4 separate regions of the Sus scrofa genome follow, and all the other regions are linked to region 3. The links are chromatin contacts, called in public Hi-C, HiChIP or PLAC-seq and promoter capture Hi-C maps. All regions are on one chromosome and are shown on one strand. Each heading gives the region's core, a stretch centred on a gene start, on an enhancer-like site or on the middle of the called end of the contact. The rest is flanking DNA. Distances are from core to core; before and after follow the strand shown. Region 1 holds the start of EXOSC1 (exosome complex component CSL4). Region 2 holds the start of HOGA1 (4-hydroxy-2-oxoglutarate aldolase 1). Region 3 holds the start of ZFYVE27 (protrudin). Region 4 holds the start of UBTD1 (ubiquitin domain-containing protein 1).

Region 1 (6,715 bases), core at 287-2,786, 250 kb after region 3:
TGGTTTAAGGATATGCATTACCACAAGCTGTAGTTTAGGTCACACACAGCTCAGATCTGGCGTTGCTGTGGCTGTGGCATAGGCTAGCAGCTGCAGCTCCAAATTAGACCCCTAGCCTGGGAACTTCGATATGCTGCAGATTTGGCCCTAAAAAGAAAAAGAAAGAAAGAGAAAGAAAGAAAGAAAGAAACCAAACATGTAAACTGAAAGCTTGTAGATGCAAAGCTACAGATCAGATTATTGTAAAGGAAGACTGAGGCCAAGCCCCTGCCCCTTATTTTAGGGATTTGTGCACAGGGCACGCAGGGGAGGGTGTACGCCAGGGAAGAGAATACTTAGTCCATGGGGCTATAACTTAACATATGAAGTTTTCATCTCATGAAACTGAGGTAAAGCAGAACTCAAAAAAACAAAACTGTGTGCTGGGGGTCAGGGGGGCGGGAGTGAACAGGACAGGAAATAGAGCCACCCACTACTGATCCCCAGCCCTAGCTCTGAGCATTCTGATCCCTGAGTAGTAGCCACAGGCCATCAGAAGAGACATCTGACATCTGCCACAGATCAGAGGAGATGGAAAGCCACTACACTCAAAGGCTCTAAGTCACCATCTCTCTTCCAAAGGGAAACCGGATATGCGGGACATGTGGGGTGAGAAGGGATTCGAAAGCCACCAGAAGGCAAAGGAAACCGAGAAAAATGTCGACAAATCTCATATGGACAAAGATGCCGTTCTCAGGGTATTTGCAGTCTCAAGTACTGGACGTCAATCATCAGAGAGAGCAGCTTTTATTCATGCGCAGACTTCCCTGCCAGACTAACACGCTCCACTTGACAAGATCCGACCGCAAGATGCAAGCTGCAGTTACAAAAACCAGGAAAAGGTTTTACTTCACATAAAGGCTGGCCTGGTCAAAGGGTGATGGACTGGAAGTAAAATAACTTGGATACCGATTTGGTCTCTACCTTGAACTATCTTAGAGACACTGCACAAGTCAAATCCTATCTCTGGAGCTGAGCTTCCAAATCTGTGAAATGGGTGAGTTGGGTTGGCTGACCTCCTTCAACTCTGCACCGTAAGACTGTCGGAAGGTGCGCTCCGCCCGGTTTGAAGGCAAGGCCGTACAGAGCAGGAACTCGGGCTCACAAGGCCGGAATAGGGCCCGACCCTAGCAAAAGGGACAGGACTGAGCAGCAAAGGCCGTGGCTTCGCTCTTACCTGCCTCCCCAATCAGTCAAATCGAATCCTGCAGCCTCCGCTGCAGCTCACTGCTACCCCCTCCAGCTCCGCGCCACAGCCCGGCCCGGCTCAACCCAACCAACCATGTCCAGCAGCCCACAGCTCCAGCCTGCAGACCCGGACCCGCCGCCTGCCCATTCTCTTCCACAGGCGCAAGCGCAAGCGCAGGAGTTCCGGAACTCCGCCCCCAAGCCCGTCCCGGGGCAACCTGGGAAATGGAGTTTACCCCTCCCCTCAAGAGTGAGTCTGGCGAGCACGTGACAGAAGTCACCAATTGGCGCGTTTCTTACTGCGGGAGTGCACACCTGATGTTGGCCAATGAGCAGTCGACCTCATTTTCCTTCGGACTTCGGACAGAGGCAGTCATGGCACCACCTGTGAGGTATTGCATCCCCGGTAAGTCGGCGGTTCCCAGAGGGAATCCTGGGCAGAGGCAAAGGCAGGAAGGCCGGACGACCAACAGCTTCTGCGGTCCTGTGGCTGATGCAGCGGTTTTTTGGGTTTTTTTTTTTTGCGCAGGCGAACGTCTGTGTAATTTGGAGGAGGGGAGCCCCGGCAGCGGCACCTACACCCGGCACGGCTACATCTTTTCGTCGCTTGCTGGCTGCCTGACGAAGAGCAGCGAGAACGGCGCGGTAAAGGGGCTGGTTTCCTCTCTCCTCGGTTTCTGCCTTTCTCATGCTGCTTTTGATGTCACGATCCTTAGGCAAGGGCCCTGCGGGCGCGATTCGGGATCCTCGTTCAGTAGAAGGAGTTGGTCTCAGAGTCCCCAGTGAGCCACAGAGTCTTTGTACACACGCCGTCTGTCTGGAACGCGCTACTCTCTTCCTTATCCTGTGTTTGTTTATTTTGACGGGGCCGCACCTGGGGCATGTGGAGATTCCTGGGCCAGGGATGGAATCCCCGCCACAGCAGTGACCCCAGCCACTGCAGTGACAAAGTGAGATCCTTAATCCACTCACCCACAAGAAAACTCCTCCCTTAGCCTATTTAATTCCTACCTAACTTTCAGATAGCCCCACTGGTACCACTTTCTCATATAAGCCCTCCTAAACACCACTAATAAAAAGAATTTTGGAAGTTCTCTTGTGGTTCAGTGGCTTAGGATGCTGCTGTGGCTTGGGTGGGTCTGATCTCTGGAATTAACTCATTCTGCAGGAACTCATCTGAAATGATTGGATTATGCCTTCGAGCAGCATTCTGTGGCCCCTTGGCTCTCCTATGTTCTAAAATTTCTTTTTTTAAGTCTTTTTTTATTAAAGTATAGTCAACTGTCAGTATTCGTCAATTTTTGCTGTGCTGCAGTGACCTAGTCATACATACATATACATTTTTTTTCTCATATTTTCTTCTATCATGTTCTATCACAAGTGATTGTGTATAGTTCCCTGTGCTATACAGCAGGACCTCATTGCTTATCCATTCTAAATGTAATAGTTTGCATCTACTAACCCCCAGCTACCAGTCCATCCCACTCCCTCCCTGTCCTAAAATTTCTAAGGCTTTCTGCTCTGGGCTACAAAAGAATCTAGTCCTCCTGTCCTTGTGTCAACTGTGGCCCGAGGCATATGCATATTACTGTCAAGCCACAAATACCTTTACTGAAGGCTTAGGCAGGATACTCATGTTTTATTGTTCTCGCTGTAGCTTCCTGTCATATCTGTGATGAGAGAAACGGATTCCCAATTATTGCCAGATGTGGGAGCTATTGTGACCTGTAAGGTAAGTTCATCCTAAACTCCCTGCTTAAGGTACCATCCAATGCTGAAATCATGATCATTGTAAAATAGCACTGTCCAGTATGGTAACCAGTAGCCATATGTGGCCGTTTAAATAAATTAAAATCTGTCATCACAGAAGGTTTTCCCGGCTTGTGCTAGTCTAGAGATTTCTAGGATAATGATCAATGCGGTCCAGTTCAAGCTTGCATGGTTCTTTTACAGAGCTGGTTCCCTGAGTATGTAGATTTACTTTTGACTGGGAAACAGAGGCACCAAAGGGTGATAAGGAAGCTTTTTTTTTTTTCATGTTCTTTTCTATTATGATTTAGCACAAAATATTAAATATAGTTTCCTGTGCTGTACAGTAGGACCTTCTTGTTTATTCCTTCTGTATATTATAGTTGGCATCTGCTAATCCCAAACTCCCAATCCCTCTCTCCCTCAGTGCCCCCTCACCCTTGGCAACCACAGATCTGTTCTTTATGTCTGTGAGTCTGTTTCTGTTTCATAAATAAGTTCATTTGTGTCATATTTTAGATATCGTAAATAAGTAATATCATGTATTTGTCTTTCTGTTTTTGACTTATTTAGTACGATCATCAAGATCCATCCACATTGCTGTAAATGGATTATTTCATTCTTTTTTGTGGCTGAGTAGTATTCCATTGTATATATGTATCACATCTTCTTTATCTAGTTATCTGTCAGTGGACATTTAGGTTGATTCCATGTCTTGGCTATTGTAAATAACGGCGTAATAAACATTGGGGTCCATGTATCTTTGCAAATTGTAGTTTTCCCAGGTATATGCCCAGGAGTGGGATTGCTGGATTGTGTGGCAATTCTTTTTTTAGTTTTTTGAGGAACCTCCATTCTGTTTTCCATAGTGGTTGCACCAACTTACTTTCCCACCAACAGTATAGGAGGGTTACCTTTTCTCCACACACCCTCCAACATTTGTTATTTGTAGACTTTTTAATGATGGAGGAGGCCTATATTTGAGCATCTGAAGCAAAACTTTTTCGGCAGAGAAACAAAAGATTTTATAAAGTCTTTGAGGGAAAGTACAAATTAATGCTGCACTTATCAGTAGCTATAATACATCAGTATTCCCTACCCATCCCCACTCTCTGCCAGTTAAATTAACTCATAGCTCTTTGTTTCTCTCTATAAATCACTCTAACAGAAATCTATTTTCAAAATCTGTCATGTTGAAAACTGCAGAGGCAGTGATCTAAATAGAATGCAGCAACTGAAACGGAGACTTAAATTCTGTTCACACTACAGGGCTCTTAGTAAGTTTGTTAAAAGTCTAGCTAGATTTGCTATATTTCCTTGTGTAGACTTGTATGTTTTTCTAAATCTGTACCGTATTATTTCATTTGATTCCCACAGTAACTGTTAGGTGTAGAGTGGCTCTTGTTTCATTTTTTGTAATCACTTATCCAGGGATAAATAAATAGCAGTTAATTTGTCTTAACTTCTGTACTTAGGAGTTCCCATCATGGTGGTGCAGAAACATCCAACTAGGAACCATGAGGTTGCGGGTTCCATCCCTGGCCTCACTCAGGGGGTTAAAGATCCGGCATTGCCATGAGCTGTGATGTAGGTTGCAGACACGGCTCAGATCTGACATTGCTGTGGCTATAGTGTAGGCCTGCAGCTTCAGATCAGATTGGACCCCTAGCCTGGGACCCTCCATATGCTGCCACTGTGGCCCTAAAAAGGCAAAAAACAAAACAAAACAAAAAATTCTACACTTAGTAGAGTTGCCTTGGACTAAAATCCTGGTAATTCCTAGTTTATCATGCCTCCTTGAGCTGGCAGCTACTAATACTGGAATGCCTAATGCTGCAATTTTCTCTATTCCAGGTCTCTAGCATCAATTCACGCTTTGCCAAAGTACACATTCTGTATGTGGGGTCCACACCACTTAAGAACTCTTTTCGAGGAACTATCCGGTAAGAAGTATTTTTGTCTTCATATTAGCTGCAGTACTTGGAATGAGATTAAGATAGAATGGGAGACCGGAATTTTTAAGAACAATTAGAATCCTTATTCATGCCTACTTCTCTCGTCTCTGTGCATTGGTTCTCCCCAAGTAGTATCCAGAGAAAATGTTGTATGTGTTAGGACAAAAAGGAAATATTAACGAGATAGTATTTAAATAAAACAAAAAGAGGAGTTCCCGTTGTGGCTCAAGGGTAATGAACCTGACTAATATCCATGAGGATGCAGGTTTGATCCCTGGCCTTGCTCAGTGGGTTAAGGATCCAGCATTACCATGAGCTGTGGTATAGGTCGCAGATTCGCCTCAGATCTGGTGTTGCTGTGGCTGTGGTGTAGGCTGGCAGCTGCAGCTCCAATTCAACCCCCAACCTACGAATTTCCATATGCCATAGGTGTGGCTCTAAAAAGAAAGAAAAACAAAAAATAGAAACATAAAAAAGAGGAGTTTTGCTGTAGCACAGCAGGTTAAGGATCCCAAGTTGTCACTGCTACAGCTTGGGTTTGATCCCTGACCCCAGGAACTTCCACAGGCCAAGGGCTTGGCGAAAAATAAATTAGTTAAAAATATAAAATGAATAGAGCTAAGCTGGGGATTAGCCTTGTGGGGATGATTCCTATCAAAGTAGAAAAAATTTTAGGAAGTACCTTTTTTTCTTCAATTTAATATAGATTAAACCCAAGGATTATAAGACAATAAAAAGGTTAATGAATGCAATGCTATATTTTGTTTTCCTATGAGTTCTTTGAGACGGGACTAACAGTTCCTGGGAGCTAGATAATTTAACATCCAAGGCTCTTTCCACCCTTGGGTTCTGTGTGGTTTTGTGGTGCTTTGGTTCAAGCTCTCCTAAGGCAACAAAGTTCCTTAGCCCTTTCTGCCAAAGTTGATTCGCTTTGCTGTAGCTGCACTATATGGTCCAAGAATGGGAAATGTGGTTTTCTCCGGGTGAGGACTGAGGATACCTCGATCTCCTCCTCTGGGTGGCAGCTGGGTCCCAGTTAGATTTGGTCTCTCTGCTCTTATAGCTAGAAGTTGCAGGATAATTCTTTCTTGCAAGTAATTAATCTTTCTTTTAATTTTTTTTTTAATAGGAAAGAAGATGTCCGAGCTACTGAAAAAGACAAGGTTGTTGGTTGATTCTTCCCCCCACCCCCCCAGGCATTAAGAATTTCAGTTTCTTTTAAGTTATTACAATGGGTTTCAAAATCTGTGGGAACGTAGAGTCCAGGGAATTTTATTTTATTTATTTATTTATTTTGTCTTTTTGCCATTTCTTAGGCCGCTCCCACAGCATATAGAGGTTCCCAGGCTAAGGGTCTAATCGGAGCTGTAGCCTCATGCCTACGCCAGAGCCACAGCAACACGGGATCCGAGCCGCGTCTACGACCTCCACCACAGCTCACGGCAATGCCAGATCCTTAACCCACTGAGCAAGGCCAGGGATCGAACCCGCATCCTCATGGTTCCTAGTCAGATTTGTTAACCACTAAGCCACGACGCCAACTCCGAGTCCAAGGAATTTCAAGGTGTTCCCTATTGGAAAGTGGAATTCACCTTACTGTCCCTTTCCTCTTCATGTTTTTTTTTTTTTTTTTTTTTTTCACTTCGTTGACCAGAAGGGCTCTGGCTTACTCTTTGCCTTAAGCCAGGTCTTTATTCACTGCTCAGACTTAACCCTGGACCCTGTCAGAGCAACTGTAGTACCTTGTGTCCAGGTCAGATTCCTGATCAGGTTACTGAGTTCAA
Region 2 (6,384 bases), core at 3,870-6,369, 130 kb after region 3:
TCTTGCCTTAGTGTCATACCTGCAAACCTAGAATCTGCCCACACCCTCGACTCTCCTGTAAGTGGGCACAGTTCAGGTTAAAAGCTGCTGGGACAGGTGGCCAGGCTCTCTAGATGTACAGACAACTGAGAGTCTGGCCTCCAATCCCAAGTTATACTCAGGGCCTCTCAGGGTAGAAAGAACCCTGGTCCACTCCCAGAGGCATATACAACTTTTTTTTTTTTTTTTCTTTTTAGGGCCACACCTGTGGCATGTGGAAATTCCTAGGCTAAGGGTTGAAACAGAGCTGCAGCTGCCAGACTACCCCACAGCCACAGCAATGCAGGATCCGAGGCTCATCTGCGACCTACACCACAGCTCGTGGCAACGCCAGATCCTTAACCCACTGAGTGAGGCCAGGGATCGAACCCGCAACCCCATGGTTCCTGGTCGGATTCGTTTCTGCTGCACCACAACAGGCACTCCATATACCACATTTTTTAATGCCAAAATAGGACTATTAAAATTGTGATATTTTAAAATACTGTATTTAACAAGGTAGTGGCTTTAATATACACAAAATATTATACCTTAGTCCAAGAAACCATGGTTTATCCTTCATAATAAGGGAATAACAGAAGCTTAAAGTTTTGGGCAGGAGTTCCCGTCGTGGCTCAGTGGTTAACGAATCTGACTAGGAACCATGAGGTCAAGGGTTCCATCCCTGGCCTTGCTCAGTGGGTTAAGGATCCGGCGTTGCCATGAGCTGTGGTGTAGGTTGCAGACGCGGCTCGGATCCCGCGTTTCTGTGGCTCTGGGGTAGGCCAGTGGCTACAGCTCCGATTAGACCCCTAGCCTGGGAATCTCCATACGCCGTGGTAGCGGCCCAAGAAATGGCAAAAAGACAAAAAAAAAAAGTTTTGGGGAAATGTCAGCTCTCCGGGCTTGCTAGAGTAGCTCTGGGGTCATCCACTCACCTCATTTGGAAATAACAATTCAAAGTTCACCTTTGAGGTTGTTTGTGGGTATGAGTTCAGGGACAAAGGACCTTCTGCAAAAACTCCTCCCTCTGGTCTCTGGTTATAAGTTTTTATTTTATTTTATTTTATTTTATTTTATCTTATTTATTATTATTATTATTATTTTTTGCTATTTCTTGGGCCGCTGCCATGGCATATGGAGGTTCCCAGGCTAGGGGTCTAATCGGAGCTGTAGCCACCGGCCTACGCCAGAGCCACAGCAACTCAGGATCCAAGCCGCATCTGCAACCTACACCACAGCTCACGGCAACGCCAGATCCTTAACCCACTGAACAAGGGCAGGGACCGAACCCGCAACCTCATGGTTCCTAGTCGGATTCGTTAACCACTGTGCCACGGCGGGAACTCTTTATTTTATTTTTTTAGCTGTGCTTGCAGCACGGAAAAGTTCCTGGGCCAGGGATCTAACCTATGCCACAGCAGCGACCCAGGCTGCTGTGTTGGCAATGCCAGATCCTTAACCTGCTTCACCATAAGAGCAATTCCATGAGTTTTATTTTAAGAGATTATGCTTTACTCAAATAATTAGTACAAATTAACAATGCCAAAACACAGATAAATAAAAAGAACTATTCAGTTGCAGGCAATGCCTTCCAGAAGATTCTCTTAAATGGTCACAGATTCATCAAGGGCAGGTTCCCATCTCTTTGGAGGACCTTTAACCCATGGCAGGAGGCCCTGGCACTGTGAAATGTGATGGGTCCCTCCTCCACCCCTGAGTGTTGGCTGCAGTAGGGGGCAAGGAACAGGCAAGGAGACAGATTTTTTTTTTTTGTCTTTTTGTCTTTTTTTTGTTGTTGTTGTTGTTGTTGTTGCTGTTGCTATTTCTTGGGCCGCTCCCGCGGCATATGGAGGTTCCCAGGCTAGGGGTTGAATCGGAGCTGTGGCCACCGGCCTATGCCACAGCCACAGCAACGCGGGATCCGAGCCGCGTCTGCAACCTATACCACAGCTCACGGCAACGCCGGATCTTTAACCCACTGAGCAAGGGCAGGGACCGAACCCGCAACCTCATGGTTCCTAGTCGGATTCGTTAACCACTGCGCCACGACGGGAACTCCAGGAGACAGATTTTAGAGCTAAAGTGGCTCACTGCTCCCTTCCCAGGCTCTCTGGCTTCATCCTGGGAGCAGTGGCAGGACCCTATGGCTCCTGTGCTGGGGCCCCAGGTTTGAGCTTCCTGGGAGGACTGTGTTGAATGCTGTGGCTCGGTTCCCATTTGAAAAAGAGGAAACCAGATTAGAAGGCTTCTGTGAATTTTCCAAGGTCGCCGTAAGGGGCAGAACCAGGATTCTTACCCAGGTCTTTTTTTTTTTTTTTTTTTTTTTTGTCTTTTTGTCCTTTTTAGGGCTGCACCCGTGGCATATGGAGGTCCCCAGGCTAGGAGTCGAACCAGAGCTGTAGCTGCCAGCCTATACCACAGCCACAGCTACACCAGATCCGAGCCGCTCTGCAACCTACAACACAACTCAAGGCAACGCCGAGTCCTTAACCCACTGAGCGAGGCAAAGGATGGAACCCTTGACCTCATGGTTCCTAGTTGGATTCGTTTCCACTGCACCATGACAGGAACTCCCTTACCCAGGTCTTATTAAGTCAGCAAGCTAGGCTCTCCTACACAGCCTCCTGCTCCCCTGTGTGTGTGGGTAAGAGAGAGATGTGCCAGGGCAGCTTGAATGTCAGGTGGACCAGTGGCCGCCCTGCCAAAGCCACAGCAGACTGTGCTCCCAGCCACCTCTGCCCCCTCGACCCTGCCTCAGGAGTGTGGCGAGGAGAAGGAAGGGTCCAGAAAAGAGCCTGGGGTGCAGGCAGACACTGATGCAAAGCCCACCTCCCCACACCCCCTACCCTTGAATCTGGGGCGTCCTTGAACCTGGGAGGTGAAGCTGAGTCTTCTCTTCTCTTAGAGATTCAAGGAGCTTCTCGCTTTGCTTCTAGAGTACCAGATCTCTATCCTTCCGGCTCCAGTGAGATAAGCCCCAGCAGAAACGTACTTAGAGTTTGTGTCACTGCTCTGTGTAGCTGTCCACAGAGCATTCGCTATCCCCTGGGGAAGGGTCACATCACTCCAGAACTGAGACACAAGAGGAGTCTCAGGCCAGGGATCGAACCCTTATCCTTACAGACACTGTGTCAGGTTCTTAACCAGCTGAGCCACAATGGGAATTGCTGGAATCCACACCTTCTAATGTATGGCAATCTTCACAATTTACAAGCATGTCTTCCCTTGCATTCTCTCAGATCTTTTTCCCAACCCTCCTGTGATGGCCATTTTTTCTCCCACGAGTCAGATGGGGAGACTCAAGTTTAGAGAGATTAGCTCCCAGCTATATCATGGCAGAGCTGTGGGGTTTTTGGTTTGTTGGTTGGGGTTTTATTTTTTGTCCTTTTAAGGCCACACCTGTGGCATATTGTAGTTCCCAGGCTAGGGGTCGAATCTGAGCCACATCTGCCACCTACACCACAGCTCACAGCAACGCAGGATTCTTAACCCACTGAGTGAGGCCAGGGATCAAACCCGAGTCCTCATGGATACTAGTTAGGTTTGTTACCACTGTGCCATCACGGGAACTCCAGAGCTGTGTTTTGAATCAAGGGTGTATGTTCAGCTCCATGGCACCACCTCAGTCAGAACCACTCCATTCCCATGCTGGTGCCAACCAGGGTCTATGGCTTGGAATGATCCCATCTAGGGACTCAGCAGTCAGTGCAGTGGAGTGAAACTGAGCATGGCTGTGCAGTCAACCCAAGTCCAAATCCCAGCTCAGTCATTTACTAGCTGAGTGACCTTGTGCAAATAACAGCATCACGCTGAGCGCCAGATGCCCATCTGTGAAATGGGGCTATTGGGAGCACTGCCTCGGAGCACTGCCAGGAGAGACGGATTAGAGTGGGCAGGGCAGGATGGGCAAACTTTGCCACTTTTTATTTTCATTTATTGCACCCATGGCTGTGTTTTACACTGAGCATCACAAATATGATCTGGTCCCTGACCTCAGGTTGGGGGGAATCCATGTGTAATGGGGAAAATGAGCCAGAGGATCCAGAACAGGAATTAGTTTGGCCAAGGGAGGCTTTGTCTAGAAGAGACTATGCACACAAGTCTTTGAGGGAGATGAGCCTGCTGGCTGGGCTGCCACATGTGACACCCAGGCTGCCATCACATCTGCGTAGAGTGTCTGGTTGACAAAAGCTTTCCCACCCGTTACCTAGTTTGATCCCCACAATAATGCTGGATGAAGAACTTTTTTTTTTTTTTTTTTTTTTTTAACAAACATAGCAGGTTACAGTTGGGAAAACTGAGGCAGGTGAGATTCCAGCCAAGATCACAGGCCAGCAGTTAGCTTCCCGCCTGTCTCCTGACTCCAGAGCAGGGACCTGTTCCTCTCTCATCAGAAAATGACCCGCAGAGTAGCCTACTGTCCCAGAGCAGCTTGACAGAGCCTGAGTACCCTCCTCTGGTCTCTGGCTCAGGACACCAGGGTCACTCACATCTCCCCAACTTCCACAGGGGGCGGACCCCACTTACCTCGGAAGGGAAAGGTGCCCAGTTTGTGCAGATTCTCCTCCAGTTTCCCATAGTCCACCTCGGCTGTGGCAGTGAAGGGGGTGGTCACGGGGGGGTAGATGCCTGAGATGTCCATCTTCCTCCCCTCCCCTGAGGCCCAGCTCCCCATGGTCCTGGACAAAGCCCTGCTCAGCCCCCGCCTCACAGAGGACCAGACTTTGGGGCCCAGCATCTCTGCAGGAGGCTCCAGGCCCAGCTGGTTTCTGTCCCCAAGAGATGCTGACTTCGGACTCCTTCCTACTCTGGTTAATGATCAATGGGCCTAGTTAAAAATTTGCTGCCCTCTGACTTGTTGGTCTTCAGGCAGGCTGGGGCCTGGTGTTGCCAGGGTCAGAAGCTAGGCCTATAGGCCTCAAAGAGGTCCTCCCTCCCCCTGGGGAGCAGCTGGAGAAATGCCACAATCCAGCGTCTCTCTGGCCAGACGGAGGACTGGTTCCTGGGGTCCTGACACTAAATGGTGCCTCCAGTGGGGCCCCAGGCCCTCATCCCATAATTTCCAGCCCCAAAGCCAGGAACCAGGCTGGCTTCCGCCTTGCAGATCGGAGCTTGGCGGAGCTGATTGGCTGAGTGCAGGCCCTGTGGGAGGCGTGGCAGGCCGGGTGAGAAGCTGCCTGTGATCAGCCGCCCCTGGACTGCCCTACTCCCCCTGCCAAGCTTCTCCGGGCAGGACTGCCACGTGACGAGCCTGTGCTGGCCACATACAACCCCACAGGACAGCTGTCACCAGGAGAGGGTCCCTGGACGAGTATGTTGCAAAGCTGATCCACACTGGGACTTGGGAAGAGGGGGGGCAGGGAAGAGGCAATTAGAGGCGTCAGTAGGAAAAGCAGCCCGACTGGCTCAGTGAGGCCAACGGGCTCCAAGTTCCCCTCTTGCATGAGCCCAGCCTTGCTCCCAGTCTTCCTTCCTTCCTTCCTAAGTATTTCAGGCACAAATAGAAATGAACATCACACATAGAAAAATGACTTTTTTATTGCGGTAGCTTGTGGGTGTTCCTGGGGTGAACACAGAGGAGCCAAGCAGTCCTCAGCCTGAGGGCCATTCTTGTGACCCTCCAGCTGTATGCAGGGGACAGGTCAGGTGCCAGCCTGGGCTGCAACAGGCATTTACTGTGCTGGCACAGGCTGAGGGGTTGCCCGCCCACTCCCAGACCCCTCCAGCCCGTTCTGCTCCGACTCCGGCTCGGGGTGCTCCAGAGCGTGCCGGGTGTCAGCTTGCCACAACTGCACCAGGTCCGTGGGGGTCTTTCCTGCCTACAGGAACCAGGAGGAGATCTGGTCACTGTTCAGAAGTCCATATCAGGAAGTGCCCTCATCCATACCAGGGGTTCCCAACTGCGAGCAACTGGCAATGTCTGGAGACATTCTCAGTATTATAACTGGGCAGGGTGGGGTGGGGTGGGGAGTACTGGCTTTTTTTTTTTTTTTTTTTTTTTTTTTTTTTTTGTCTATTAGGGCCACACCTGCGGCATATGGAGGTTCCCAGGCTAGAGGTTCAATCGGAGCTGTAGCTGCCGGCCTACGCCACAGCCACAGTAACACCAGATCCGGGCTCTATCTTCAATCTACACCACAGCTCACAGCAATGCGAGGGCAGGGATCGAATCTGCGGCTTCATGGATACTAGCCAGATTCGTTCCCATTGTGCCACGATGGGAACTCTTACTGGCATTTTGACTAGAGGCCAGGGATGCTGCTCAGACATCCTGTATTGCACAGGACAGTCCCCCACAACAAAGAATTATCCAGTCCAGAAGTTCCCATTGTGGAACAGCAAATTAAGAGCCCAACTAGCATC
Region 3 (6,245 bases), core at 2,628-5,127:
ACTCAATGGGTTAAGGATCTGGCATTGCCGTGAGCTGTGGTGTAGGTCGCAGACACGGCTCGGATTTTGCATTGCTGTGGCTGCGACACAGGCCAGCAGCTACAGCTCCAATTCAATCCCTAGCCTGGGAACCTCCATCTGCTATGGGTGTGGCCCTAAAAAGACACAAAAAAGACAAAAAATAAATAAATAAAAATAAACCTGGAGTTCCTGTCTTGGCACAGTGGTTAACGAATCTGACTAGGAACCATGAGGATGCAGGTTCGATCCCTGGCCTTGCTCAGTGGGTTAAAGATCCGGCGTTGCCATGAGCTGTGGTGTAGGCCGAAGACGCAGCTCGGATCCAGCGTTGCTGTGGCTCTGGCGTAGGCTGGCGGCTACAGCTCCGATTGGACCCCTAGCATGGAAACCTCTGTATGCCGAGGGAGCGGCCCTAGAAAAGACAAAAAAATAAAAAATAAAAAAAATAAACCTTCCAGGAGTTCCTGCTGTGGCGCAACCTGATGGCAGCATCTCTGCAGTGCCAGTTCGATCCCCGGCCTGGCACTGTGGGTTAAAGGATCTGGTGTTGCCACAGGTGCAGCATAGGTCACAGCTGTGGCTTGGATTCAACCACAGGCCTGGAGGCTTCCATATGCCATAGATGTGGCCATAAAACTTTAAAAAAAAAAAATTTAAAAAAGAATGTCTGGTCTTTAGGACAATCAAGTTTTGGAGTTCCCTGGCAGCTCAGCAGGTTAAGGATCCAGCATTGTCAATGCTATGGTTGCGGGCTTGATCCCTGGCCTGGGAGCTTCCGCATACCACAGGTGTGGCCAAGGTGGAAAAAAAAAAAAAAAGAATCAGGACAACCAGGTTTCATGTTACTCTCACTACAATGCAATATTAGGAACGTATGACCTCTGTAAAAGAAAAACACATTTTTTGTTTTCCTTGAATCTAGCCCAACCTTTAAACTTAACTTCCAGTCTGCACCAGGAAGAAGCAGCAATCAGGCAAATCTAGGCACGAAACTCTCCAGGATACTCAGCTGAGTCTCCAGCAAGTCAGTGTCATGAAAGAGACCATCTGAGATTGTGAAAGACCTAAAGGACAAAATAACCACACAGAATGTACAGTGCTGGACTGGAGCCTGATTTGGCCAAAACAATCATAAATGACCTTCTTGGGACAAGTGAGGAAATCTGAATATGAACTGGATACAGAATGATATCAAGGAAGTATTGTTAATTTTGTTAGGTATGATGTTACTTTCTTTTTTTTTTAAGTCCATATTATTTAGAGACAAACCGAAGTATTTAGGGAGCAGAATGGCATACATCTGTAATTTTAAATATTTTAACATAAGAAATAAAGTGAGCTGAAAAGAGAAAAAAGAAAATTATCAAGGATGAAAATCAAAGCAGAATGGGAACAAAAAATTTTGAGATCCATAATCCTAAAGGATTAGTGAAAATGGTACCTGCTTATTCATAGGTATTTGTATTTCCTTATCTTATGTTCAAGCTTGTTCCCTAAATCTAATATTAATTATGCTTAAGCTGGCAGGGTTGGGGGGGGGGAGCCTGCTCTAGACATGGAAGGTCCAATGATCAAGGCTAGCTAGCAGTTCTAAAGTATGAGTTTATTCAGCCACAAAGAAGAAACCATGGTGAAAGGCCAGATAGTTCCCAGCACCTGCCTCTCCTGGGCTGGGCATGAGATACAGGATGCCTGGAATAAGCCCAGAGGCCCAGTGTATCTCCCAGAGCTGCTCCTCACTAGGGTAGAATGGACAGCCCAGCTGCTGCCTAACTAGCCAGTGCAACCGCAGAGCTGGTAGGCAGAGGGCCCAGCAGGTCAGAACAACTCTAAGTAAAATCTGTACCTGAGCAAATACCGGACACCATCACCAGCATCTTTCAAGGGTTCCAAGTAGATCTCCAGCCTCTTATAGGACACGACCAAGTTGAAAAGATCAAATGCTGGGGACTTGGTAGGAGCAGGAGGAGACTCCAGCGAAGCCTCAGGATTCACGCTGGGGCTCACCTCCAGCCCATACACCTCACGCTCTGAGGTCTGCATCCTGTAAGCATAACAATTTCTGATGTTTGCATTGCACTTCCAATGGCCAACACACTTCTACTTGCATTATTTCAAGTAGTGGTGCCATGATAAACCTCTGAGGTAGGCAGGGCTACAGGTGGAAAGTCTGTTTCACAGAGGAAGACACTGACATTCAGCAAGCTGAAGTGATTTACCCAGAGAGAGCTGACCCTTGAACAACATGAGTTTCAACTGCACAGGTCCACTTAAATGTAGATTTTTTTCCAATAGGAATCACCACAGTTCTACATGATCTGCAGTTGGTTGAATCCAAGGATGTGGGATTGCAAATACAGAGGAACCGCATAGACGGAGGGCCTATCGTTAAGTTATACTCTGTTTTTTTTGTTTTGGTTGTGGCATGCAGCAGCTTTATGTGGGATCTCAGTTCCCATACCAGGGACTGAACCTGAGCCACAGAAGTGAAGGCACCAAATCCTAACCACTGGACTACCAGGAAACTCCTGTACTCTGATTTTTGACTTCACAGAGTCAGTGCTCCTAATCTCTGTTATTCAAAGGTCAACTGTACAAAATCCTGCTCTTCTGCCTCTCCATTTAATGTTCGTTTCCCCACAGAGTATAAACCATAAGACCAAGCACACATGGTTGCTGGGGGAGGTAGCCTGAGGTCTCAAGAAAAATGATGTCCTGAAATATTTTTCTCTTTATCTGGTTACTTCCTACTCATCCTTCAGGTATCAATTTAAACATCACTCCCTTGTTCTGAGAAGTTTTGCCACCACCCCTGGTTTGGACAGGGAGACCCTCCCTAAAGCATTTATCACGCCAAAGCAAAACTCCCTGCTTTCTTGCCAGTCTGCCCCTCTTAACTTTGAGCTCCACCAGGTCAAAGACCATGTCTTCCATTCACTACTGTGTCTGCATAGAACGGGCATGGAATAAATGCTCACTGAATGAGTGGATTAACTGCCCATCCTCCAGGACTCCAGAGCTTTCTCCAGCCCCACTGCATCCTCCACTTTCTGTTCCCAACTACCTCCTGAGCCACTTCTGCCCATCACCCTTCCTTGCCCCCCCCCCCATTTAGCCCAAGAGGGCAGTCATTGCCTTCCATAACACTTCATTCCCTTCGCTCCTCTGATGAGGAGAGCTACAAGAACTCTCGCCCTCTTTCCTAAATTTCAAAGTCCTACCCAAAGACTAAGCAGTAAAGGAGACAAATTCTCAGAGCACAGCAACAAAAGCCATGCGAGGGGCTGCGAAGGGAAAGAGAGCGGGGAGCGAGGCGAAGGGGGGCGGGGGGAAATGAAGGACAAGGTAACAAAGGGGCCACCAGGAACCCGAAAACTCCGCAGGTGGAGCTAGGATGAAAGGACCCAGAACAGACGTCAGGTAAGAACCCAGGAAGGGGTGAAGCACGTCTGCTTTGTCAGGGGCCTAACCACCACCTCTACAGCCCAGGAAACCTGACGGGGCCCCTAGGCCCAAACCTGGGAAGGCCACACCCAAGGTCGCTGGGCCAGCCGGTGGCGGCCCCCACCGAGTTCTGGCGCCCAACTCCGCACAGTCGGCGAACACAACAGGGTGGGGAGAGGGTGGCACCTCACCTACCCCGTCGCTGGGTTGGTGGGGGAGGGGCGGGGACGGCGAGGAGGCACTGATAGGGCGACCGGACCCTGGGCCGTTTCCTCAGGCTCGCCCCACCCCGACAAGGCGCCTCTTCCCCAGGCCGCTTTGAAGTCTCAAGACCGTGAACTTCCTCCGCCTCCCCCGCCGCCGCCGCTTCCGGGACACGCTGCTCTGCGGTGGCGTGCTCTTGACGTCATCGCGCCTGCCCCGCCTCCGGCCCCCGCTCGCGGGTTTAGCTCCGCCCACCCCAGGACAGGTGAGTGTTCGCATCCACACTGCGCCTGCGCCTGCGTGCTTGCTTTTCCTCGTACCAGGTCCTGAGCGCTTCAACTCTAGTCCCGCCCGACTGCGGGTCGCAGTCTTGCGGAGCCCTGGGAGAGCTCGCTTGGGGATCTTGCCCCGCGCAGCTCCCGCCTCGCTCTGATTCTTGCAGGGAACAGTTAGAGAGAAGCTAATCTGAGAATGTACGTCTGCGTCCTCCCCATCACCAACTTTGGCACTTAACCTCACCCCCTAGGGACCCTGAGCTTACAAAAGGCAGAAATCATATCCTGCATGCCTGACGCCTAGCAGAGAATGCCATTCCGTTCAGTGTTTCCTGAGTAGTACCGTGAGCAAGGGCCTGGGCAAGCCTTTCCCAATTCAACCTACTTCTTACTGTGTTGCCGGGTTAATCGCCCTTAAAGCATGTATCCTATACCTTTGCATTAATGATGACACTAGCGTTTATGTACATAGGGCATAACAGGCGCCAAGCACTCTACTAAGATCTCTATAGGCATTATCTTTTCTAGTGCTCCTCCAACAGCCCTGTTAGGGTTATCACCATCTCACAGATGAGGAATCTGAGATGTATCAAGGAACTTCAGTGTCACTCATCTAGTATGCAGATGGGAGCTGGGATTTTAACCTGACGTGTCTGGCTCCCCCAGCTATACCATCACCACCTTAGTCTGCATTTATCCCCTGCTCTTCCCTCTCAGGAGCTTCTTTGGCCAACCGAATCCCTCTATTGTTACTTTCACATACCCCTTTCATTCTGGTCTCTTTACATCACTTGTGCTGTGAGCTCAGGGAGGAATGCCCTTCTTCCAGATCCAACCCATTCATCTAAGCAGGAGTCCGATGTTTGCACTCCTTCCCTGATTGTCCCAGCCAAAGTAATCACTTCCCCCTCCACACAGCCAGAATGTAGGCAGACCCAAATTCCCTGCACACCACTAAGCCATATTCAGAAATTGCCCTGTTTCTTAGAGGAATGAGCCTGGCTTTGTGCCTGGGCCAAGCTTGCCTCTCCTTTCGGAAGAGGCTAGGAGAAGTCAAGAAAGGAGATTTTTTTTCCTTCGGTATCTTCACCTGAAATTCCACCATTCCACCATTTACTCTAAAGGTAAGTTTCCGTTTCTTTGCAATCCCCCCCTCCTTGGGTCTGCCTGGACCACCGATCTCAGGCTAACTGTGCCTAGTAAATTTATTGGTTCTCTCTCCTGGCAGCTATAGAATTGAGGGATATCATTCCAGAACTCCTAGACATTATTTGAGCAGTACTTTGGAGGATACAAGAAGTCTCTAAAGACCAGAAAGGGACAACAGTCATGGCCAACATCAATGAACAAAAGATTTCCCTAGGAGCTAGAGCCTTGAGAACTGGCCACTGATTTCTGAGGCCTGACTCTGCATTTTTATAAAGTTCCCTTGGTTCCTTCTTTCCCTTCTCTAGCAACTGAGTCCTCACTTTTGCCTCAAATTCTGGCACCACTGATGTTTCCCCTGGATAGCAGATAGGTGGGAGAGACCAAGGGAGAAAATAAAATGGAAATAGAAGATATAATAAATATCTTAATTTGACATTTTACAGAGGGTAGTCTTTGCATCTATAATCAAGGGTGGATGTGGCCCACATAATTGAACTTCACTGTGGTCTTTGGCGAAATATTAGGTAGAGCAAGCGGGAGAAATAGGAACAGAAAGAGGAGTGAATGTCTAGGCACAGCTTCTTCCACCAGGTGGCGCCCTGGCCCACTCTTACACAGACCTTGGGTTTCAGAAGCCTGTCTAAACTTGGGGTTTCAGGCTGTGGTCTCTTATGCCACCATTTCTGCACATACCAGATCTTCCCATGCTTCTAGATGCATTAGTTATGTCTTGCTGTGTGACAAATTATTTCAAAACTTAGTGGCTTAACACAATAGTAAATATATATTATTTGGCTTTTGAGTGGTTTAAATCAGGAAATCACAGGCTGCTTGGTGGGTGGTTTGGGCTCATGGGTTTTCATAAGGTTAGTCAGATGCTAGCCATGCTGTCATCTGAAGGCTTGATGGGACTGGAGGATTTGCTTCCTCATGAAGCAGACAAGTTGATGCTGCCGTTCTTAACTGACAGGCTGGCAGGAAGTTTCAGTTCCTTTTTTTTTTTTTTTTTTTTTTTAAGGGCCTCACTCACAGCATATGGAAGTTCTAAGGCTAGGGGTTAAATCAGAGCTGTAGCTGCTGGCCTACACCACAGCCACAGCCACAGCAGATCCAAGCCACATCTGCAATCTACACCACAGCTCACGGCCACGC
Region 4 (6,203 bases), core at 422-2,921, 200 kb after region 3:
GGTGGCCGACTCCCCAACACAGTCCCAGGTGGCCGGGCCAGGGGGGCCCGCGACGGTGCCCGGCTGGAGACCAGCTCCGCTGAAGGGGCGGAGAGAGGGGGCGGGCACCGCCGCTGTTACTCCCGGCTCGCTCGGGGCTCCCAGCTGGGGCCGGCCCCCCGGAGCCTGTCACTCACCTGCCTAACCCCGCCCCAGCCCAGCCCTGCTCCCTGCCGCCGGCTCGCGGTGCCCGCGCCGCCGCCGCCGCCCGCCCCAGGTGCGCATGTGACCGACGGCACCGCCCCCTCGGGCCGGGCCTGGTTTTCTCATTGGTTCCCCCCAGGGTGCGTACCGCCCCTCGGCCCCACCCAGACAGGTGCCCGCCCCGCCGCGGGTCTCCCGGGAAGCTGGGCCGGGAATTATTCGCCCTCAATGGCCCCCGGCTGCGTGCCCAGCAGCCGCCTTCGCTCCCTGAGCCACCGCCCCGACTCCGGGCCCCGCCCCTTGGGGAGGGGCCGTCCCATCCCACCCTGGAACTGCCTGGCCTGGAGCCGGCAGGCACGTGATCCAGGGAGCGCCCCGCCCCCTCAGCCTTCGCCAGGCGATTGGCTCAGGAGGCGCGTGCGCTGAGAGGCCCATCCCGTGCCACCGCCCATTTCCCCTCCCACCGTCTCCAGTTCGCGTCATGGCCGCCGCCACCGCTCTGGAGGCGGTCGCGCCTACGGGCGCCCTGTGGGGCCTCGTGCAAGACTTCGTCATGGGTCAGCAGGAGGGCCCCGCAGACCAAGTGGCTGCAGGTACGGCAGACGGCGCCGCGCGGCTTCCGCTTGGGGGCCTCCAGGAGGGAGCGGCCTCAGCACGGGCGCCGGGCGGGAAGGGAGCGGTGACTTTGAGAGATTGGTCCCGGGCTGGTTGTGAGCACCGCGTGCTTAAGAACCATAACAAATTGCGAGTCGCTTGCAGTCTTCCTTAAAGCGCCCTTATGACCCTCGTTTTGGTTTATAGCCACCCTGTGCACCGGCCTGGGTTAGGAAAATCATTACCATTTCGCAGGTGTGGAAACTGAGGCCCAGAGAGGGCCAGAGGCTTCCTGGGGGAGTTGGGACTTGGACGCAGGTCCTCCAGTTCAGAATCAGGTGCTCACTCCGCGAAAGCACGTTGTTTCGAGGAAGTTGATGTGACGAGAAGCATCTTCGGCAGCATCAGCTCCAGTCGCGTGGCATGTTGGGAGTGGCCGCGCGACCCAATCTCTGACTGGCTGTAATTAATTGGAGAGAGGAGGAGAGAAACCAGCCTAGGGGGAGTTTGAGATGTTCTGCGTATCTCTTCCCCCCATTCTTGTTCAAGTTCTTGATTAATTTGCTTCGTGCCTTTTTTATGTGGTGTGTGTTTTTATATTTTTCCCAGAACTCCAATTTCCTGCTTTTCACCAGTTTAGGGATCTCTTAGTTCTGACAGCTTATCTAAAATTTGAGCGGAGCAAATGACAGATTTCCTTGAAATTCTGAGACTTCACTCTTTTAGAAAAAGAAAAATCTAAAAAGTTATTGAATGTTAGGAGGCCTTCGGACCTTGTGTCTATGTAATAGAATACAAAATAATCTTGTCAGTACAGATAAGTTTTGTCTTTATTTTTGGAAATTGCGCGTGTTTGGGGAGAAGTAAAGGATACATTTCTCTTGAAAAGTGAACACACTTGCTTTTAAAATATGTGGGAAATGAATAAAGTGAACCTGTCAGAAGTATAATACTTTGGGAGTTCCTGGTGGCTCAGGAGGTTAAGGATCTGGTGTTGTCGCTGCCATGGCTTGAGTGTGGCACTGGTTCGATCCCTGGCGGGGGAACTTCCACGTGCTGCCTGCTTAGCCAAAAAAAAAAAAAAAAAGGAGTTCCCGTCCTTACGCAGTGGTTAACGAATCCGACTAGGAACTATGAGGTTGCGGGTTGGATCCCTGGCCTTGCTCAGTGGGTTAAGGATCCTGCGTTGCCGTGAGCTATGGTGTAGGTCACAGACACGCTCGGATCCTGCGTTGCTGTGGCTCTGGCGTAGGCCGGTGGCTACAGTTCCGATTAGACCCCTAGCCTGGGAACCTCCATATGCCGCTGGAGCAGCCCAAGAAATGGCAGAAAGACACACACACAAAAAAGTATTATACATTATGGCAATATTCTACTTTCAGTCTTAGCACCATTATTGAACACATTATTCTTCAAACGCAGTGCTAAGCAGTAGGAACATAAATATCAATTAGATGAGATCTCTGCCTGCCAGGAACTTATAGTGTGGTGGGAGAAACAATCATTTGGACAGGTAGTATGCTACGCTACGAAAAGGGCCGTAAGAGGTATGTACAATATGACGTGGAACCAGCAAGGAGCAAATGCCTGATATAGCCATTCCGCTAAGCTTAACCTCTTACAGCTTTATGCAGTATAGTGTGTTTTCAGTGCTTCCAATTAACAATGGCAGTGTATTATCAATGTCATTTTCCCCAGTGTTGTATTATGAAAAATTTCATACAGCAAAGTTTAAATAATTTCATAAGGAACACACATACACTCACCACCTAGATTCTACCATTAGCATTTAACATAATTAGCATTATCATGTAGCTATCCATTTAAATTGCAGATATCAGTATGCGTCCCTCTAACTGCTTTTGTATGCGTATTGTTGACTAAGGTATAAAACTTGTAAGACAAAGTGTACAAATCTTAAGCATAGTTCACTGATTTTGAAAAATTCGTATACCTCCTCCCACCAAGACAAAGAACATTACTATAAAAGGTGTCATTCGTAACTCTTCTTTCACATTTATACATTATGAACACAGTAATTTAGGGTTTTTCAAATTCAGAACACTTTTGAGAAGAAAGCATGAATAAGGACTGCCAAGTTCTTATAAATACTTTGTAAAATTTACATTTTTATGCCTGAAAAAAAATGGCCTAGACTATTGTCTAGTTTAAATTTAACTCAACTCTGCCAAGACTGTAACACTAGCCCTTTTGCAATTTAGCCCTCCTGACTAAGAAAGGAGGTTGGTAATAACAGATAAGGTTGAAAAGGTTTGGTGGGATTGGATTATGCATAACCTTAGATTCTGAGGATTTGAATGACTTACTGTAGGTGGTTGGAGTCAGTGTAGATACTTGAGCAAGGAAGTCATATGGTGAAGGTGAATTTGAGAAGGATTAAACTAGTGTACAGTGTTAGATGACAGCCTTAGAGTTGTTGAAGTTGACAGAGTTTTGAAGCATCCCTAGTGTAAGATGTGCTTTCCTATCCTCCAGCCTAAGTCAAGCTTTATTAGTGCTGAAGGGGCCAGATTTCTGTTCAGCCACTCACAGCAGCGGCCTCTTCTACAAATTGTAAATGCAGAAGGAACACCCTGTGATCACAAAGGCAGCTACTACCAACTTTGCGTTGCACCTAGGTTCCTGATGAAAGTAGGTATCAGAAAAAGAAAAACATATAATAATAATAATAATAATAATATAATAAAAGAAAGTAGGGATCAGATGTAAAGGTGCAAATGATAGGAGAGAAATGACCTGGCAGGCTAAGGGTTAAAGGTTTCTCAGCCAGGCATTCAGTGGCTGCCAGTCCTCTCCTGGGCCTTTAGTTTTAGGCAGCCACCTTGATTTGCTGTTCCCCTGAGTGCTTTCCTTCCCAGATCCCTCCACTAGTTCCATCTAATTGAAGTTAGGCCTGGAATTAAAGGGGGAGCTTGAGTGTTCACTGCCTGCCCCCAAGTGTCTCCTGATTGCTTCAGCCAGACATCAGAATCTTTGTGGACTTATTTCTCAATCACACATATACTTATTAGCAGACTTGCTTGGTAGCTACTTCTGTATACATCTCCACATCCTACTGTTCTGTTTCTACCACCAGAGTCTCCTGGAAACTAGCATAAGTAGGTATGCAATAAAAAACCATGTAGGAGTTCCCACTGTGGTGCAGCAGAAATAAATCCAACTAGGAACCATGAGGTTATGGGTTCGATCCCTGGCCTTACTCAGTGGGTTAAGGATCCAGCCTTGCCGTGAGCTGTGGTGTAGGTGGCAGACGCAGCTCGGATCTGGCGTTACTATGGCTGTGGCGTAGGCCAGCAGCTGTACCTCCGATTGGACCCCTAGCCTGGGAACCTCCATAAGCTGAGGGTGCAGCCCTAAAAAGCAAAGCAAAAAAAAAAAAAAAAAAACCATGAAGGTGGGAGTTCCCACATAGTATCCGTGAGGATGCTGTTCCATTCCTGGCCTCACTCAGTGGGTTAAGGATCTAGTGTTGCCACAAGCTGGCATACAGGTCACAGACGGGGCTTGGATCTGGGGTTGCCATGGCTGTGGTGTAGGCCCGCAGCTACAGTCCCATTCAAGCCCTAGCCTGGGAACTTCCATGTGCCACAGGTGCGGCTATAAAAATAAAACAATAACAACAAACCATGTAAGTGAATGGAATAAAAGATGTCGAAAGAAGACTATCTGGAATTTGAGGCCCAACTAGCTATAGAGCTTGGAGGAGTGGGAACATTCTAAGATGAACTCAAGCTTTTGAGCCTGAGGATGAGCAAAAAAGAAGTGCTTTGTCCAAAATTCGGAAGGGAGATGATTCTGAGCACATTGAATTTACAGGTGATGGATATCAATTTTCTTTCCCTTAGTTATTTGGATTTGCCTTCATTTCAGTCTTTATTAGTTTATTTCCCACATTTGTGATCCTAGAAGGAGACCATTATTCTTGAAACAAGAAAACTGTTACAGAACAGTGAAATATAGTTCTGAGAAATGTCCGTGGCATCCTCAGCCGAAAGGACATTTTGAGAGCCTGATTGGAACTGAATCCTGATTGGGATTCTTCCCTCCTGCTTCTTCACATCCTTCTCCTTCTCCCTACCCCCTCAGCTGCTACTCCAGATTCTCAAGAGGCTGCGACTCCATCAGACAGAGATCTGATTGTGCATTCTATGTCAGTGTCGATATAAATACTCCTTTGACGACTTCTCAGTGCCCCACACGGACTGGTGCCCTGCTGAGGAAAGAGTGGGTAGTTAGGAAGTGCTGCTAGGTCTGTTTTTAGAGAGCAACCCTTGGACACATTGGAAAAATTTAGACCTATTATCTATATAAGGAAAGGAACTTAAATTTATTTTTCCTTATGCCAGTTTCACCCTTAGGAAAATTAACTCTTTATTAGCTTCTTTCATCCCTGGAGTCCAGGTACATAATTAACAGTACTTTCAAATATTCAGGTATGTTTCATTTGGAAGAACTTAACAGTATTAAGAGAACTAGTCACTTAAAGTTAGTAATGGATGGTCCCATATACCCAAGAATTTTACTCCTTTTCTATGATACCCTAGTCTGTATTGATATCACTGTGGTAACACTCAAGTTGTTCTTTGTTTTAAATGTCTTTCTGTCCCCAACAGAATGGGTTCCTTAAGAGCTCCCTGTTTGTATTTCTTTCTCCAACTCTAACACAGTAATTGATTTATAATAAGTATGCAATAAATGAATGAATAAGTGAAAACAAACATACATGACACTTTTTAAAAAGAATGACTAAAGGAACATGTAAGAGGGAGTAATTCTGTTTTGGGAATCAAAGATGGCTTCACAAAAGAGTTGACATTTGAGATAGGTTTGGTTTTAGGGCTGCACCTGAGGCATATGGAAGTTCCCAGGCTAAGGGTCGAATCAGAGCTGCAGCGGCCAGCCTGCACCACTGCCACAGCAACGCCAGATTGAAGCTGCGTCTGTGGACTACACCGCACCTCACGGCAACACCAGATCTTTAACCCACTGGGTGGGGCCAGGGATCAAACCCACATCCTCATGGATACTAGTCAGGCTCTGTGTTGCTGAGCTACAACAGGAACTCCTGAGATAGGTTTTGAACAGTTGGAGTTCCTCAGGCTGACAAGGTCAGGAAAGAGGCACGCCAAACCAAGAGAATGTTTCCAGGCTTAAGAATATGGAAGAGCTTGGCGTTCCCGTCATGGCTCAGTGGTTAACGAATCCAACTAGGAACTATGAGGTTGTGGATTCGATCCCTGGCCTTGCTCAGTGGGTTAATGATCTGGCGTGGCCGTGAGCTGTGGTGTAGGTCGCAGATGCGGATCCCGCGTTGCTGTGGCTCTGGCGTAGGCCAGCGGCTACAGCTCCAATTTGATCCCTAGCCTGGGAAGCTCCATATGCCGTGGGAGTGGCCCAAGAAATGG

Evidence for each region. Promoter capture Hi-C pulls out the DNA fragments that hold promoters and counts their contacts. Hi-C and Micro-C count contacts between places; a contact is called where the count stands out from the background. HiChIP or PLAC-seq counts read pairs in DNA pulled down with a chosen protein or histone mark.
Region 1: a contact with region 3 is called in a promoter capture Hi-C map of liver, with 2.8 times the contacts expected there. The contact joins the promoter of EXOSC1 here to the promoter of ZFYVE27 in region 3. A contact is called at or near these places in 1 of 5 promoter capture datasets (liver) and 1 of 2 datasets of contacts at active chromatin or transcription factors (alveolar macrophages).
Region 2: an H3K27ac HiChIP or PLAC-seq map of alveolar macrophages shows a contact between it and region 3. The contact joins the promoter of HOGA1 here to the promoter of ZFYVE27 in region 3. A contact is called at or near these places in 1 of 5 promoter capture datasets (liver), 13 of 47 Hi-C or Micro-C datasets (alveolar macrophages, embryonic fibroblasts, epiblast stem cells and 6 more) and 2 of 2 datasets of contacts at active chromatin or transcription factors (alveolar macrophages and skeletal muscle).
Region 4: a Hi-C map of embryonic fibroblasts shows a contact between it and region 3, with 2.1 times the contacts expected there. The contact joins the promoter of UBTD1 here to the promoter of ZFYVE27 in region 3. A contact is called at or near these places in 1 of 47 Hi-C or Micro-C datasets (embryonic fibroblasts) and 1 of 2 datasets of contacts at active chromatin or transcription factors (alveolar macrophages).

What each region holds. Positions count from the first base shown.
Region 1 is chr14:108,837,648-108,844,362 of Sscrofa11.1, reverse strand. EXOSC1 (exosome complex component CSL4) reads left to right here and starts at 1,536. Exons shown (of 8, transcript XM_001928803.6): 1 at 1,536-1,633; 2 at 1,757-1,872; 3 at 2,885-2,959; 4 at 4,831-4,919; 5 at 6,061-6,094. The coding sequence starts at 1,546. It overlaps ZDHHC16 (probable palmitoyltransferase ZDHHC16), which reads right to left and starts at 1,413. Exons shown (of 10, transcript XM_001928815.5): 1 at 1,217-1,413.
Region 2 is chr14:108,957,547-108,963,930 of Sscrofa11.1, reverse strand. It overlaps HOGA1 (4-hydroxy-2-oxoglutarate aldolase 1), which reads right to left and starts at 5,119. Exons shown (of 7, transcript NM_001190169.1): 1 at 4,549-5,119. The coding sequence starts at 4,759. It overlaps C14H10orf62, which reads right to left and starts at 700. Exons shown (of 1, transcript XM_021074392.1): 1 at 1-700.
Region 3 is chr14:109,086,391-109,092,635 of Sscrofa11.1, reverse strand. ZFYVE27 (protrudin) reads right to left here and starts at 3,877. Exons shown (of 13, transcript XM_005657447.3): 1 at 3,661-3,877; 2 at 1,868-2,065. The coding sequence starts at 2,064.
Region 4 is chr14:108,881,002-108,887,204 of Sscrofa11.1, reverse strand. It overlaps UBTD1 (ubiquitin domain-containing protein 1), which reads right to left and starts at 1,671. Exons shown (of 3, transcript XM_021074394.1): 1 at 1,023-1,671. It overlaps MMS19 (MMS19 nucleotide excision repair protein homolog), which reads left to right and starts at 618. Exons shown (of 31, transcript XM_013990467.2): 1 at 618-776. The coding sequence starts at 665.